2 separate regions of the Sus scrofa genome follow, and region 2 is linked to region 1. A link is a contact called in public promoter capture Hi-C data. All regions are on one chromosome and are shown on one strand. Each heading gives the region's core, a stretch centred on a gene start, on an enhancer-like site or on the middle of the called end of the contact. The rest is flanking DNA. Distances are from core to core; before and after follow the strand shown. Region 1 holds the start of SAMD8 (sphingomyelin synthase-related protein 1). Region 2 overlaps KAT6B (histone acetyltransferase KAT6B).

What was found. Promoter capture Hi-C pulls out the DNA fragments that hold promoters and counts their contacts.
Region 2: a contact with region 1 is called in a promoter capture Hi-C map of fetal skeletal muscle, with 3 times the contacts expected there. The contact joins the enhancer-like site here to the promoter of SAMD8 in region 1. A contact is called at or near these places in 2 of 5 promoter capture datasets (fetal skeletal muscle and liver), 17 of 47 Hi-C or Micro-C datasets (blood, brain, embryonic fibroblasts and 8 more) and 1 of 2 datasets of contacts at active chromatin or transcription factors (skeletal muscle).

The regions. Positions count from the first base shown.
Region 1 is chr14:77,676,523-77,684,037 of Sscrofa11.1, reverse strand. It overlaps SAMD8 (sphingomyelin synthase-related protein 1), which reads right to left and starts at 4,751. Exons shown (of 6, transcript XM_005671120.3): 1 at 4,485-4,751. The coding sequence starts at 4,658. It also overlaps a transcript of DUSP13 not described here.
Region 2 is chr14:77,591,710-77,599,224 of Sscrofa11.1, reverse strand. It overlaps KAT6B (histone acetyltransferase KAT6B), which reads right to left. Exons shown (of 18, transcript XM_021072870.1): 18 at 1,551-5,705. The coding sequence ends at 3,163. Among named protein-coding and RNA genes, the nearest start is that of DUPD1, 48 kb to the left of the region's middle. Within about 2 kb of position 4,249, at least 4 of the 83 cell types and tissues checked have an H3K27ac peak or open chromatin away from gene starts, as enhancers often do. A contact at or near this core is called in fetal skeletal muscle, where this site is marked.

The DNA.
Region 1 (7,515 bases), core at 3,502-6,001:
TTTTGGTATGTCCCACTTATGAGCAGTAGAATTTGGGGCAGTGCAACTGAAACAAATTAAATTGCCTCAAGTTACATTATCATTCTCTTGGCTGCACTTTAGCCCTGGTACACTTTTTTTTTTTTTTTTTTGCTGTGCAGACCATGCACTTACACTTTTATTTAAAAAAAATGTGTCATATAAACGAAAGAACACAAACATTTTATGGTTCCAACTTGCCTTTAAACTAAAACTTCCACTATCAGCTTGTATCTAACCCTTAAATGACATTCAGAACTGTCTCAGTTCAATGAATAAGAATATAGGGAGTTCTTGTGCAGAACTTAAGCTGTGATGCAGCAGGTTAAGGATTTGGCATTGATTCTGTGGCTGTGAAGATTTGATTCCAGCCCAGTGGTTAAGAATCCAGTGTTGCTGCAGCAGTGGCATAGGACACAGTTGCAGCTTGGATTCAATACCTGGCCCAGGAACTTCCATACAATTTGGGTGCAGTCAAAAAAAAAAAAAGAATCTAATAGACAGTTTATAAAGAATCTAATAGACAGTTTATATCCTCACTCAGTTACAGTAAATGTTTCTACACAATGGTCAAAATACAGAGGTAAGTTTGATGAAGCATCCTTAATCTGGCTGCAAGCCAGAACACATTAGTAAAGAAGCCAAGTATACAAAATTTGAATTCTTATTCTAGTCACTAAAATAACATTTGGACAGGTTAGCAGAGGTTTGATAGGTTGACTGGTAAAAATATTTATTTTTATTTTTAAATATGCTACATATATCCCCAAATCAAATCAACATAATAGAAAATGAGAAACTGGCTCAAGACTTCAACTCCACTAGAACATTGTAGACATATTATGAATTTGAAGGCTTTTTTTTTTTTTTTTTTCCTTGGCCACGCTCTCAGCATGTGGAAGTTCTCAAGCTAGGGATCAAACCTGTACCACAGCAGCAACCCAAGCCACGGCAGGGACAATATCAGATCCTTAACCCACTGTGCCACAGGAGAACTCCTGGCGCCAAACTTTAATGTATGGTTATGGCAATCTTTGACTTTCATGCCAATATTATATTGATAAAGCTGATCTAGATTTACTTTAGTTTCAGAGTGCCAAACCAAAACCAATTTGCAGGCATTTCCAATATCTCAGTGAGATATTTTAATATACAGTTTAACTTACAGGATGACCCTAAATTAGCAGAATTCATGGTCCTCTCCTCCTACTAAAACACCCGTCAAGAATTTTCAAAGAACAGAAATGAGGTCAAGATAACAGATACATCACCACCTCTTTTTGTCCTCTGTCACAATTCAAAAGCTAATCTAAATGCACAATACAAATTCAAGACAGGAGTTCCTGTTGTTGTGCAGGGGGTTAGGATCCAGTGCTGTCCAGCTGTGGCCTAGAATGCAATTGTGCCTTAGATTTGATCCCTGGCCCAGAAAGTTCCATATGCAGAGGGTGCAGCCAATAAAAAAGAAGAAAAAAAAAAAAATCAAGACAAATATAAGTCTCGGCCTCCACAACATTCTTTCAAGGTACACATCAGAAAACATTATTTTGTTCTGAAACATGGTGCTGAAATATTATAACCAAGTTTTCCTAGCTTTTACCACCATAAGCAAAAGCCAAGATATACTCACATTATGTTACAATCTGCGGTGAAGTGACTGTATTACTAGTAAGGCCCAGTGTGCAGTGAAGTAATAAAACACTTCCGATATGGAAGCGTGAAGTCAAGACTCAAGAGGGTTAGGCTTAAAGGTCCAGTGATGATGGTGCCATGTGTATAAGAGGAGAGGGCGCAGGTCTGTTACAAATCCACGTTCCAATATTCAAATGGCAAATTACCAGACAGTGACAAAGGCAGCATGTAAACACTGAAATGCTTTCCCAGAGTGCCTGGCCCATGCTCTTCTATATTTAGTTAACCTCTTGATTTCTCAAAGTCAAGAGAACAATAAGACCTAAAGTAAGAATCACTGTCATGATTAACATCCTAATATCACATCAGGCCTGGAGGTAAGAATTTTGAAAGAAGAGCTAGTTAATATGGTCATTCTTATAAGATAAAATAATAATATTCATTAGAACATCTGTGATTCAATAGTTTCTCAAAAACAATGTTCAAATTTCAATTGAGAAAAAAACATGAAAATGTCTTTAAATCACCTATGTTGTAAAGTGTTGAAAAACTGTTGAAGATCTAGTAATTAACAAAATAAAAATATTTACAAAACTTATGTGATGCGAAATCTTTGCAGAATGGAGAGGATGCTACTGCAATCAAAACTGATTTACCTAAATATGCCTGCATGTTCTGCCATCACTATAATGATGCCTTCTTCTGTAATAATGTAGATTTTCTTGCCTTAGAGAAACTGCTCTATCATAAAACTTACTTTCTTTATAACTAAGTGGCAGTAAAAACTGTCAAAGCAAAACAAAGACAAAATAACTATTATGCATAATAACATATTATTTACACAACTTCATCTAACAGTTTCTTTAATTTTGCAGTAACATTAAGATGTAACCTTAATAGAGAGTTCTTACATTTCAGTTCAGTTCAGCAATTTTTACACGCCAAGACTTATTTAGAGCTAAGTATGAAGATAGGTCTCTAGAGAATTTCAGCCTGGTGAGGGCAAACAAATAAAAACAAATAATAGTAATACTATGTATACTTCTTCAACTAAAAATTGTATAAATTTAAAGAAAAGAGAGTTAATCTTTTAACAGCTAAAAGCAAAGCAAAGAATTCATCTTCTCTTTGAAGAAATAATTATTAGCCCATAAGCATTTGAAGATAACAAAATCTATATACATAAATTAATTTAACAGCTTGCTGCAATCAGTAAATTATCATCTCCTGAAGATTAAACGGTAGATACCCATTTAGAGTAGGAATATTTGATTAAAAGATTGTTTTGAAATAGCAAACAACTTTGCAAACCTGTAACTGGATAAAAAGTTGTAAAAGTAAAACAAATGAGATGTGGCTAAACTCTTAACCACCATTTCAGGAAGCCACGTTATAACTTAACAATTACAAAAAGAAATTAATCTATTTCTACTAAAGAGAATATAAATCCTGCCATCATTATTTTTCTGGCACAATTATGGCTTTGGTGCTACGTCTTCTATGAAAGGCATCTGTGTACCCACCTATCTGCTGTGTTAACCGCCAACAAGATCCCCTTTATTTTTCTAGATAACTCTATTATTAACTATAAAATATTACTCATAAAATCGCTTCAAAATTACATTAATTTTAGTTCTGCAAATCCTTCAAAAGTACCGTTCCACTTTTCAAGAGATAACTCATTATGGGTGAGAGAAAGATCTGGTAGCCTCTTGAACTGTGGTGATTTCACACATAGTTTTACGTTCCTTTTCAACCTAGACATTTGCATTCACTATATTTTTACCCTGTGGCAAATATGCCTCAACTCAAGCTGCCAAAGTGAAACCAGTCAATACTGAGTATCAGTAAAATCGAAACGTCCAAATTCTTGTTTCAAATTTAAGCCTTTTCATTCTTTTTTTAAAGATCTACACTTGTCTAGTATTTAAGATATATTTTTTTTTAAAATACAAAGAAAATCACACTATTACTGTTACAAGAAACCCAAATGCTTATCTTTATTTTCAGAATCTCTTTCACTCTTTTCCAAACTTCACTTCCTTTTCACTACTTCCCCTAGTCCTGTGGGCAAATCAGTGTTTTTAACACCACCCCTCCCACTTCATATTCTTAAAAAAGGATTCACTGTCCACAGATGAGAAAACCCCATTAACCAATTATATTACCCTAGTGATTCCCATGCTTTAAAAGACGCCTGTGAAAATGCCAAAATCCTAAATTAGGGCTCCCAAGGGCTCCTTTTCTTTCTTGAGCCCATTTCTCTTTTTCTGGTCTTTAAGGCCACCCGATAGCCCCTTCCTCTTCAAACCTAAATCCTTCCTCTAATGACCAGAACCCCCTTCGGTGCGCGATCTCGTCAGTCCCAAGCCATTTCCCTCTCCCTGGCCAGGTGGCAACATCGACCCTGGTCCTGCTCCTGCTCCTCTCATCCCTCGGCCCCCACTGGCCAAATCCCAGAGCATCTCTTCCTCCCGTCCCACGTTCCTGCGGGACCCCTTGCGTATTCGCCCCTCGCCACCCGGCTTTCGAAAACCTCCAAGCCCCCAACTCTTCAAGGGCACCTCTCCCTCAGCTTCCCACTCCCTCTCACTCGCCCCTCGGCCTCTACTTAACACCCAGGCTCGGGTGTTAACCACTCCGGGCCTCGGCTCAACAACCTCCATTTCCCTCAGATTCCATTCTAGAGCTGACTCTCCAAGCTCCCTCAACCGCCTCTCGGGGCCCCTCGGGATCCCTGTCCACGGCAGCCCCCGGCTCCAACCCCGATTCCCCACTCACCCTTGGCTGCAGGCGCCCCCCAAACTCCCCTCTCCGCCTCAGCTCCCGCTCACCTCCGCGGCCCGAGTCAGGTTCCCCGGACCCACCTCCGAGTCGGCGTACCAGCCGTTGTCGGAGTCCGGCGCCCTCCGGGCCTCGCCGGAGTAAAACGCCTCGAGCGGCGGGGGCGGGGCTCGGGGAGGGGAGCCGGAATGGAGGCGGGGGCGGTAGCGGCTGCGCGCTGGCATCGCTCCGGCCCACCTCTCAGCCGCGCCGGCAGCCGCTCGAATCCGAACCGGAACTGCTTCTGGAGGCGGGGCCCTACCGGGGGAGGAGGAGCCCTGCCTGCGGGGCGGGGCCAAAACCGGAAGGGACACGGGGCTCAAGCTGTGCGCCAGGGAAGGGCGGAGGCGTGGAACCGCAGCAGGGAAACACAGGAGCGCATGTCAGGCCCAGAGCCAAAGTGGGAGATGAGGGGCTAGTGGAGATGGGGCGAGGCCTATGGGGGTGGTAATAGGGTTCGGAGACAAGAGGAATTTATACCCTAATTCCTTTGGAGGAAGCCAGTTCCTCTCCAAGAGCTAACCTGCAGTCATCATTGTTATCATATACTGCCTCTGCTCTCTGACAGTCCCTATGCCAAATGCCGTATAAATATCTCACTTGCTCCTTGTGCCACCTCTATAGGGTATTACAACAAAGAAGGGCCAAGAAACTTGCCTGAGGTTGGGCAGTTAATATGTGCCAAAGCCAGTACTCCCACTCAAACCTAACTTTAGAACCTATGCTCCTCTCACTTTACTACCCCACCCTGAGGGAAGTCCCCAACCAAGGCCTAGCATTGGCATAAATCAAGTCCCAAACTACTTGCCACTTAGGCTCCAGCCCCTTCTTGGCCTTGCTTCCCTGGGTGGTGCAAGGCAGACTTCAGTGACTCCAATAGGGGTGGGGATAGGTTCTGGGGTTGAATGTGAGTTTGCATTGCTTCCATGGAATGCCCTGGTGTGGCCTTTACCCTCAAGCTGGACTCAAGGCCAAGTGCAGCTGGGACATTCCCAATTGCAGCTCTTACCCCTTTCAGCCCCATCAAGCCTTCATGAAGTCATCTTGGAAAGGGCAAGAGACCTCACTTCTTCAGCCCATAACTAGCTCTAGCAGAAGGACAGATATAGACCTTTCTCTGTTTCTGCTGTGGGGACAAAAGCCCTTATAGGCAGAAGAAGCTCCCTCCCACTCCAAAATCTTTCTGATGACTGCCCTTTGGCTCTTCAGAAAGTCTAGGGCAACATCCACCTCCCTTCTCCCTTTGGACATACATGGCGAATTTTAGCCTTCTCTTTTGAAAAACCAGCCATCTTCATAACAGAACCATTGTTCGAACCTTCTCCCACCAACCGTATGGGCACCCTTTAGAGGAGGCCCTCCATGCTCCTCTCCACATTTCTCTGACCCTATAACTCAGTAAACTTTCCTTAGGCTCTATAATCCAAAAGCTCATTCAACAGTACAGTTCCCATCTAGTTTGTGGCCCACCAAGACCTGAGGAACTTTTCCGATCATTCATCCTTGAAACCAACCACCTCCTCTGCACCCTGGATCTCTACTTTAACTCAGTTCTCAGAATCAAAGAGCCTTATGCAGGCTCTAAATCATCTTCTACGTGTTAGACACAGAATATCCTTTGTTTCATTTAATCCTCACAATTCTCTAAGGTAGGTATAATTATTCTTTAGAGATGAGGAAACTGAGGCTGAGAGGTAAAGTGACTTGCATAGTGACGTGTCTGATTCCATGTTGGCTTGGAATTTGGGGTTAGGGAGTGACTTGGGGAGGAAAATGTCCTGTTCTCTTTGGAGGCCCCTGTGACTTGCTGAGTCACTTGCTGCTGTCTCACCTGTCCCTGCCAATCTCCAGGAAGGAGAAATGACACTGGAGAGGCAGAGAGGAGTGACCGCAGAGACAGAGGGGTGGGTGGGCTGGCCCATGGCGGAGGCCTCGCTCCCAGAGCTGAGGGGAGATGCTGAAGCCACGCCTTGCCCCAGCATCTTGGAACTGGAGGAACTCCTGAGGGCAGGCAAAGTTTCTTCCAGCCACGTGGACGAAGTTTGGCCCAACCTTTACATAGGAGATGCGTGAGTTGTAGCTGGCCGAAGCGGTGTGGGGGAGGGGACAAGGAGAGACAGTTCTTGGGATCTTCACCAGAGATGGAGGTGGGGTGGGAAGAAAGGCAAGTACTTCTGCTCTGAACTCCCCAGGCCAGAGACTTTCTCCAGGACTCCTGTGTTGGGGGACAGTGCAGTGATCAGATGCAGCCACCAGGGGGAGCAAGGGAGCAGGAACTTTGCCTGCTTGAAGGGAGCGCTGAGGGGATTCTGGAGTCTTCTGCAACAACCAGAACAATTGGTGGTTCTAGGGGGCAAAAGACTGGGGAATTGTGATTTGGGGGTATGAGACAGGATGGGTGAGAGCACCCCTTTCCAGTCCCAGCCTTCCTCCTGCGGACACAGAGCAGGTGAGGAAGCCTGGCTGAAGGTGAATCAGAGAAGGAATCACCTCTAAATATTTGCAGATCAGAAGCAGGTATGAGGTAACAGCCGAAAGGCCGGATGTGCATGGTTGGGAATGGTGTAGGAAGGGAGGGGCAGCTGGGTCCCAAGGCTGAAGCAATCCTTTCCTTCCTGTCCTGGCCAAGGCAGGAGCATATTGCCTCAGGAAGCATGGAGGGGCCAAAGCTAAACGCACCACCAACTCTCCTACCAGAAAGCTCTTAGGGTGGGGTTGCAAGCTGTGGAGCCCATGGGTTCCTTTGGGTCCTAATGGATCCATCCCTCTAAATTAGGAGACCAGACAAAGCCTCCTTCCTGGACCTCAAGGCTCAGCCAGCATCCAGCCCCCTTCCTTCCCTCCCCAGGGCCACAGCAAATAACCGCTTTGAGCTATGGAAGCTGGGCATCACCCACGTGCTGAACGCCGCCCACGGGGGCCTCTTCTGTCAGGGTGGCCCTGACTTCTATGGCAGCAGCGTGAGCTACCTGGGAGTGCCAGCCCACGACCTCCCTGATTTCAACATCAGTGCTTACTTCTCCTCTGCAGCTGACTTCATCC
Region 2 (7,515 bases), core at 3,000-5,499, 84 kb after region 1:
CACTTAGGTCTGAGCTGACTTCTCTCAGTGAGAGCAGTTAATTGCGGAGCAGCGACAGGGGGATCTGAGGCCACCTCAGCTCAGCAGTTTCTCTCCTCCACCAAGCCCTTTTGTCCATGAACATCAGGACTTGGGGTGAACAAAGTGGCTCCCATACCCGGCTATGCTGCAATCCCTGGGAAGCCTGTGAAATACTAGGAGTTCCCAGCACTGCTCTTAAATTCTGGTGTGGGGGGTCTAGGCTGTAACTGGGACGTGTCCTCAAGGTCCCTGGAGGACTGTGGGAAGCCCAGGCACCACACAAACCGTAGGGTATGGTTACAAGCCATTGCAACACATCGAACCAAGGACAACCTCAGGCCCCAAAGGACCTTGCTTAACACCAGAGGAAAGAGAATAAATATGAAGAGGTGGAGTTCCTGTTGTTGCTTGGTGGTTAACGAACCTGACTAGTGTCCATGAGGACGCGGGTTCGATCCCTGGCCCTGCTCAGTGGGTTAAGGATCCAGCGTTGCTGTGAGCCGTGGTATAGGTGGCAGAGGTGGCTCAGATCCCTTGTTGCTCTGGCTGTGGTGTAGGCTGGCAGCTGCAGTTCCGATTGGCCCCCTAGCTTGGGAACCTCCATATGCTGCCTGCAGCACTAAAAAGCAAAAATAAATAAATAAATAAATAAAATATACGTATATGGAGGAGCAGGTTTCAAGGTGGGGCCTGGGGGAGGCTCTTCGTGGTTTCAGACTGGCTGGTGAGGCAGGTCCCCACCTCTCCTCCTGGGCAGGGGCAGCCTCTAGCCTGAGGTGTGTAGCCAACGGGTTGCTAAGATTCTTGGCAGCTTCTGAATGGATGACACCAGCAACTGACTCCAACGAGAAGCGGCGCATCATCGCTTCCCCCTCCGAAGGCAAGCATTTTAAAGGCTCTTTTCTCCCCTTTGCAAAAACAGCCCTGGCAGAAGCATCTTCTCAGAAGCCACCATAGACATTCCCCCACTGCCTATGCAGTTGTGGGGAGAAGGGACCAAAAGATTTAAATCTTGACACTAAGCCCAGAAGGTCTGGTGGACGTAGGAAAGAAGGAACAAGGGTGTGGGCACCAGGCAAAACCCTGCCAGGCATCCTCCCTCCATCAGAACTGATTCCGGGCCGTGTGCACCGTCTTCCCTTCCACGTGGGTTGTGGGTGCCAAGTCAGGCATTCAGTCCTAGGCTTGTCACTTGAATGATCAAATGTTCTAACAGGCAGACGGAACTTTCTCTGAATGCCACACGATAATGTTTGTGAACAATGACTTTTCCCGGTCTAAACTTTTAGTCTAAAAATAACATCCAATCATTCACTCACAACAGAGCAAAACTTGCACGCCTTTGCTAAGAAAACGATTTTTCAAACATACAGTTCCAAATTGGGTATTTTTTTTGCTATTATTCTTTGCAAAAATGAAGTCTGCTACCACTGGACTAGGCCCTGAGGGGAGTTTATACAGACTGTATAAATGAGGCAGCCGGATATTTGGGCAGGATCCCTTTGCAAATGAAGATCAAAGTCAAAAAGAAAAAAACAAATTCACTTTATTTTAAAGACAATGATTGGCATACAGAAGGTATGCACTCGCATAAAATAAACTTTCATGAAAAGCATTAAAATCCATTATAAATTAATTTATTAAATAGGTATTTGGTATATGTGATGGTTTTTATTAGATATTACTCTTATTTATTGCTGACCCCCTCCCACAAAGTCAAAACAAATCAGAAAATCTCTTAACTCCGATTTACACTAAATAATTTATTTTCCCAAAATGTGTATGTGTTCTGAGATGTGACACATGATACAGTTCAATTGGTCATTCTCTATCAATCATAATATGACAGGACACAAGAGGCTAAAAATGGCTCATCATAATTTATTTTATGTTAAAATGTACAGCTTTTTTTGTTTATTTTTTTTGTTTATTTTTTTTTTTTTTTGAAGTGACTGACTAAAAAGAGAACAGATAAATACAAGAGTGTCGCTGGCTCCTATTTTATACAAGGATTACGCCTCTCCTGCTTGGCCCTTACAATCACCCTGTACAGGTACAAAGGCTACAAAAAAGGAAGCAATATAAACAGACACAAATAACTTTTTTGCTTTTTTACATGCGATTTGTAAGCTTAGTTTGAGCTATTCACAAGCTACTTCTCTATTTTTCCTTAAAAAATAACTCCAATATTTTATAAAGATAGAAAAATCTACAGATGGAATGAAAATGTAAAGTTAGAGGCATTTCCATAAAATAGCAACTTTACACCAAATTCACTATTTTTTTTTAAATCCTGCCAAGTATTTGGACATATATGAAATGTTTCAAAACCTGACAGATAAACACTGAGATATGCTTCATTCAATAAACAGAAGTCGGCATTTATAAAACAGAAAGCTGCCTTTTTTTCCCCAAAGAAATCTGTCACCAAAATGGAAAAGGGTCTCAACTTTACACCAAACATTTAGCAATAAAACCCTTTTGACTAACCAAATGGGAATAGCTTTTATAGCTCTTTACAGTTTTATAATTAACAAAAATATAGTTTTTTTTTAAACCCTCAAATTAGGGCACCCTAATCAAGGCAAAAAACTTAAGAAATGGCTTACTGTTAGCACAACACTTGTACAGTACTACAAAATGCACTGTCACTAACAAAGACATTAGCGGCATGCTGAAGTGTCACCTCAAACAAAATATACAATAACTGAAATGCTAAAGGCATTTACATGGAGTGGACAGGGAAGAAAAAAAGCTCTAGGTTCAGTATTAAAACAGATAATTGGGGGGGCGGGGCTTGATATCCACACTATTTAATGGAAGCAGGCACAGCAAGTGGCTGCCTCCAAATTGTAGTCCAAAGAGAGGCCTTCCTTTGCAGAGAATTTCATATAAAAGTAACAGAAACAAAGGTACCAAAAAAGAAAAAGAAAAAAAAAGAAAAAAAAAAAAAAGAAAGAAAAACAACTTGTATAAGGCTTTCTGCTGCATACAGCTTTTTTTTTTTTTTTTAAATAAATGGTGCCAACAAATGTTTTTGCATTCACACCAATTGCTGGTTTTGAAATCGTACTCTTCGAAGGTATTTGTGCAGATCAATCCGAGAGTGATGCCCAGGGGTATTGTGACTGCCCGCGGTGCCTATCTTCTCATGTAGGACCCGTTGAGAGACTGTTTGGACATGCCCGTGTTCATGTAGCCGTGATGTCCGGGGGCCGTGTACATCATGTTACTGTGGGGCGGGGTCTGCATTGGCTGCTGGGCGTATGGCTGGGTTCCCATCATGCCCATCTGCATCTGCATAGGGTACTGGGGCGTTTGATTCATGTAGCCATGATTGCTGTGGTAGCCACTGTTCATCATCGGCTGGGACATGCTGTACCCATTCATGGCGTTGAGAGTGTTCATGTTCATGTTCACGGAGTTGACGTTGTAGGCTGGGGAGGGCATCAGGTTCACACTCATGTTCATGCCTCTCTGCATCGTTAAAGTCCGTGCGGGACCCTGCATGGCTACGGTCTGGGAGCGCCCATAGATTTGTGACTGATGGGTGGCAGCGGCTGGTGACAGAGATGCCGATTTGGTTCTCATGGAGACGTGGCCCTTGCTGGCAATCTGGGTTTGCAGTCTTTGGCTGTGGGAGATGCCAATATTTGACGCAGCCATGTTCCGTTGCAAAAGAGGCGGTGGCAGATTCATCGGAGGAGGAGTCAGATTGGGGGGTGGGGTCATGGTCGCTTGTGCTTGGGGTCCCCCTGGGACGGAGTGTGGAGACTGAGAAAGCTGAACAAGCCCTGTGTTACTTAATGGTGTGGACAAAGAGGCACTGTTTGCATAGGAAGTTACAGCAGCGGAATGGCTGTAAGGCAATGAATGATCAATAAGTGTATTAGTTAACTGCTGTAGTTTGGCAAGGCTGAAGGTGGCTGACGGCTGTGGGTAGTGCCCAGCCCCAAAATCACTCTGACCCATTCGTTCATATAAGCCAAGGTTGGCGTTGCCGGTCTCGGGGATCTCAGCCAGTTGCATGGGTGGCGTGAAGTTAGCGGCCATGCTGCACTGGGCCAGCTGCTGGCTGCTGCTCGGGGGCCTCTCCACCACGCAGCCCTGAGGAGACTTGACGCTGCAGGTCGGGGGTGAGCTGATGCTGGTCTGCTGCAGCATGCTGCAGCTCCCACTGATGTTGGACATCTGCTGGGTGACAGCACAGCTGCTCTGTGTCAGATTGCTGGAGGTGAGGTTGCTATAGGAGCAGCTGTTCTGGGAAGAGCCGTTTCCACAAATGCTGCCACCCATAGTAGAATCATAGCTGCTTGGGTTTTCGTAGTTCTCGGTTGTGCTCTCGATACTGCCCAGGTCACTAAATCCGCTGTCGACGACTTGCTGAGAATGATCCGAAACAGATGGGACATCCATCATTGGACTGGTTTCCATGTTCTGCAAAGATGGCACCGAGATGGCACTTTGATCTGGGCTGATTTGGGCATAGCTGTTTTCCAGGGCGGGGACACTTGGACTGCTGACAGAACGCACTGACTGGCCGGGATGGGAGTGGACAGAGGACACTGGGCTACTGTGATCTGACTGCTGGCAGTCGTCTAGAGCGGTGGCAATCTGTGGGCTTTGGTCTGCGTGGTTGTAGTTCTGGAGGCTTCTACAGGCCTCTTGAGTCTCGGCACAATCCTGAAAGGTGTCGTCCTGTTCTCTGTTCTCCTGGGTCAAGGACTGAACCGCTTGGACGGTCTCAGAGTCGATTTCCAAGGTTGCTGCATTTCCCTCTTTGAACTCAGGATCTACGTCTTCACTGCTCTTTTGGTCCTGCTTCTGGGCCGGGTCTCCTGGAGGCTCCTCATCAGACTCGGGTGCAGTTTCAGTGGCTCCAGCAAGCTCCTTAGGGTCACTGCTGCAAGAGGCTGTGAGGTCTTCAACACCACAGTCCATGAGGACCTCTGGGTTTGAATGACTAGGCTGGACACTAAGGTCTAAAAAAGCCTCCTGGTTTTCCAGTACTTCTTTGAAGGCTTCTCTCGGGCGCTCTTCCTTCTCGGCTTCGGCAGACTCCGTGTGACTGTCGTCCTCATCATCTGCATCATGCCCCTCGTTGTGCGATGGCTCTTCATCCTCTTCTTCCTCCTCTTCACGGTCATCCAAACGCACAGGATCTTCTTTGTCTGTGCAGGCTTCTGGTGGCTCTTCTTTTTCCTGACTTTTGGCACCAGCGGGGTCTTTTTCTACGTTTGCTTCTTCTTCTTCTTCCTCTTCCTCTTCTTCTTCCTCCTCCTCTTCCTCCTCTTCCTCCTCAGGTTTGATTATACCATCTTCTGGTTTTTCACATGGTGATTTATTTGGACTTATAGGGGCACACGTTTCCTCCCTTCTGTTTTCGTCCTGAGGCAGCAGGGGTTCCATGGCTTCCTTGACCTCTTCCTCAATCCTGGTGGGAGTGGGGCTGCTTTTGTCCTCCGGGGTCTCCTTCTGTTCTTCCACTGTTACCTGGTCATCGGGTTCCATGGGGGTTTCTGGTGGGGTGTACAAGTTCAGTTTAAATCCAGTCTTCCTCTCTTTGTTTGGCCTCCACTTAGAGAGACCACGCTTTGCTCCTTTTGGCCATTGCTTGCACTTTAGAGGTTCAGGATTGTCTCTGCTGGCTTCTTTCAAGTTATTTGCATCACCATCCATATTGTCTTAGCGAGGAGACAGAGAGAAAGGGGAAGGAAGAAAAATAAATTCTTAGAAGGCAAAACTATGAACAACTTGAATTCATTCTTCTGAGTTATGTAGTGAATGCTGCTTGCAATTTACATTTTAAGAGTAGATGCTAAAGGCATGATCAAACCTAATACAGAATAATATTGTGGTAGAAGCTGAGTAAATAACCTAGGCCTGGAAAAGAATATATGTTGCACACACCACACACCCACCCACACAACCCACTCTTGACAGAAAGCCGTGCTTTTTATATGAAGCACATGGATATAGGCAACTACAATAAACTTATTTGAATTTAACAAACAAGACATGCGCTGATGCAAAAGCCTGGAATTCCACAATATAAAAGAAAATCAATTTGAAATATTTGCAAATTAGGAACTACAGGGGAAAGGGGTTAAAGCTAGCTCATATCCAAAATCACCACTGTACTGCAGAAATGAATAGAAGCCTAACTCACATATTTACTCTGAGAAAGTGAATTTTTTTTTTTTTTGGCTTTTTAGGGCCGTACTTGCAGCATATGGAAGTTCCCAGACTAGGGGTTGAATCAGAGCTACAACTGCCAGCCTACAGCACAGCCACAGCAACACACGATCTGGTTGCCTCTACAGCCTACACCACAGCTCACAGTAATGCCAGATCCCCGACCCACTGAGTGAGGCCAGGGATCGAACCGCATCCTCATGGGTACTAGTCAGATTCGTTTCCGCAGCGTTACAATGGGAACTCCGAGAAAGTGAACTTCTGATTGTGGACATTTACTGGATTGCAATGATCTCAGATGACATTATTTACTTTGATGTGAATGCTCTCTCTGGCATGAAATAAACTATGTACCTCTGAAACAAATGAATAACTAACTAAATGCTCAGAACATAAATACATCTGTAATCTATTCTAGGATCATCATTTCTACATGACAAAAACTATAATGTAACTACCATGAAATTATTGAACATTTAAAATACAGGCATTCTTTTTATCACTAATGCTGTCCACACTGCATCTGAGATCAATGTGCAAATGGATGGTTTGAATATTAAAGTAAAACAAGAAACAAACCATGATCATCAAGCTCATTTTAGCTCAGCTAATCTTATTTTCATTGTACCTGTACATGCTTATGAATATAAATAAACAGGAAAATATATTTACATACGTATAAGTAAATATATGAATAAATACAAGTATAAAACACCGAAGTCTTAGATTGTTATAAAATTCAAGATCATACTGATCTTCTGGAGGAGTCAATCTAAAGAAAAAGTTTCACCAAGAGAAACAGCCTTACTAGAAACACTATTTTGGAGAACAAAAATAAGATCTAATAATCAGTGTGGAACAGAGATCCCTTTTGCCAGAATGGAGTGATTTCTAATCCAGTTCTAATCCAATCAGTACAGAGCAGGGTGAGCTCTTAGCTCATTTATGTAATAAAAGGACTACACATAAACTTACCTGTAAGTATTACGTTCAAATAGGCTAGCTGAAAAGATATGTGCTGTAGACTGAAGTGCAAAGTACAACACCCCGTTAACAGATGTCTCAAGATGTTCAAATGGATTCATTTCTATTCCCATGGACAGGGAACAGGCATGCAGTGACCCTGGACTCCACATGGAGCCAGACCTACCAGCATTTGTAAGAACACCCCTCTAAAACCAGAAGATGAATTTTGCAATAATTATTTTTTAAGAAAGAAGATCCTGAAAGGAATGAGGTGTAATATGGCCACTTGGAATTTGTAAAGGCAAACGGCACTAGTGGAAAATGAAAGCAGTG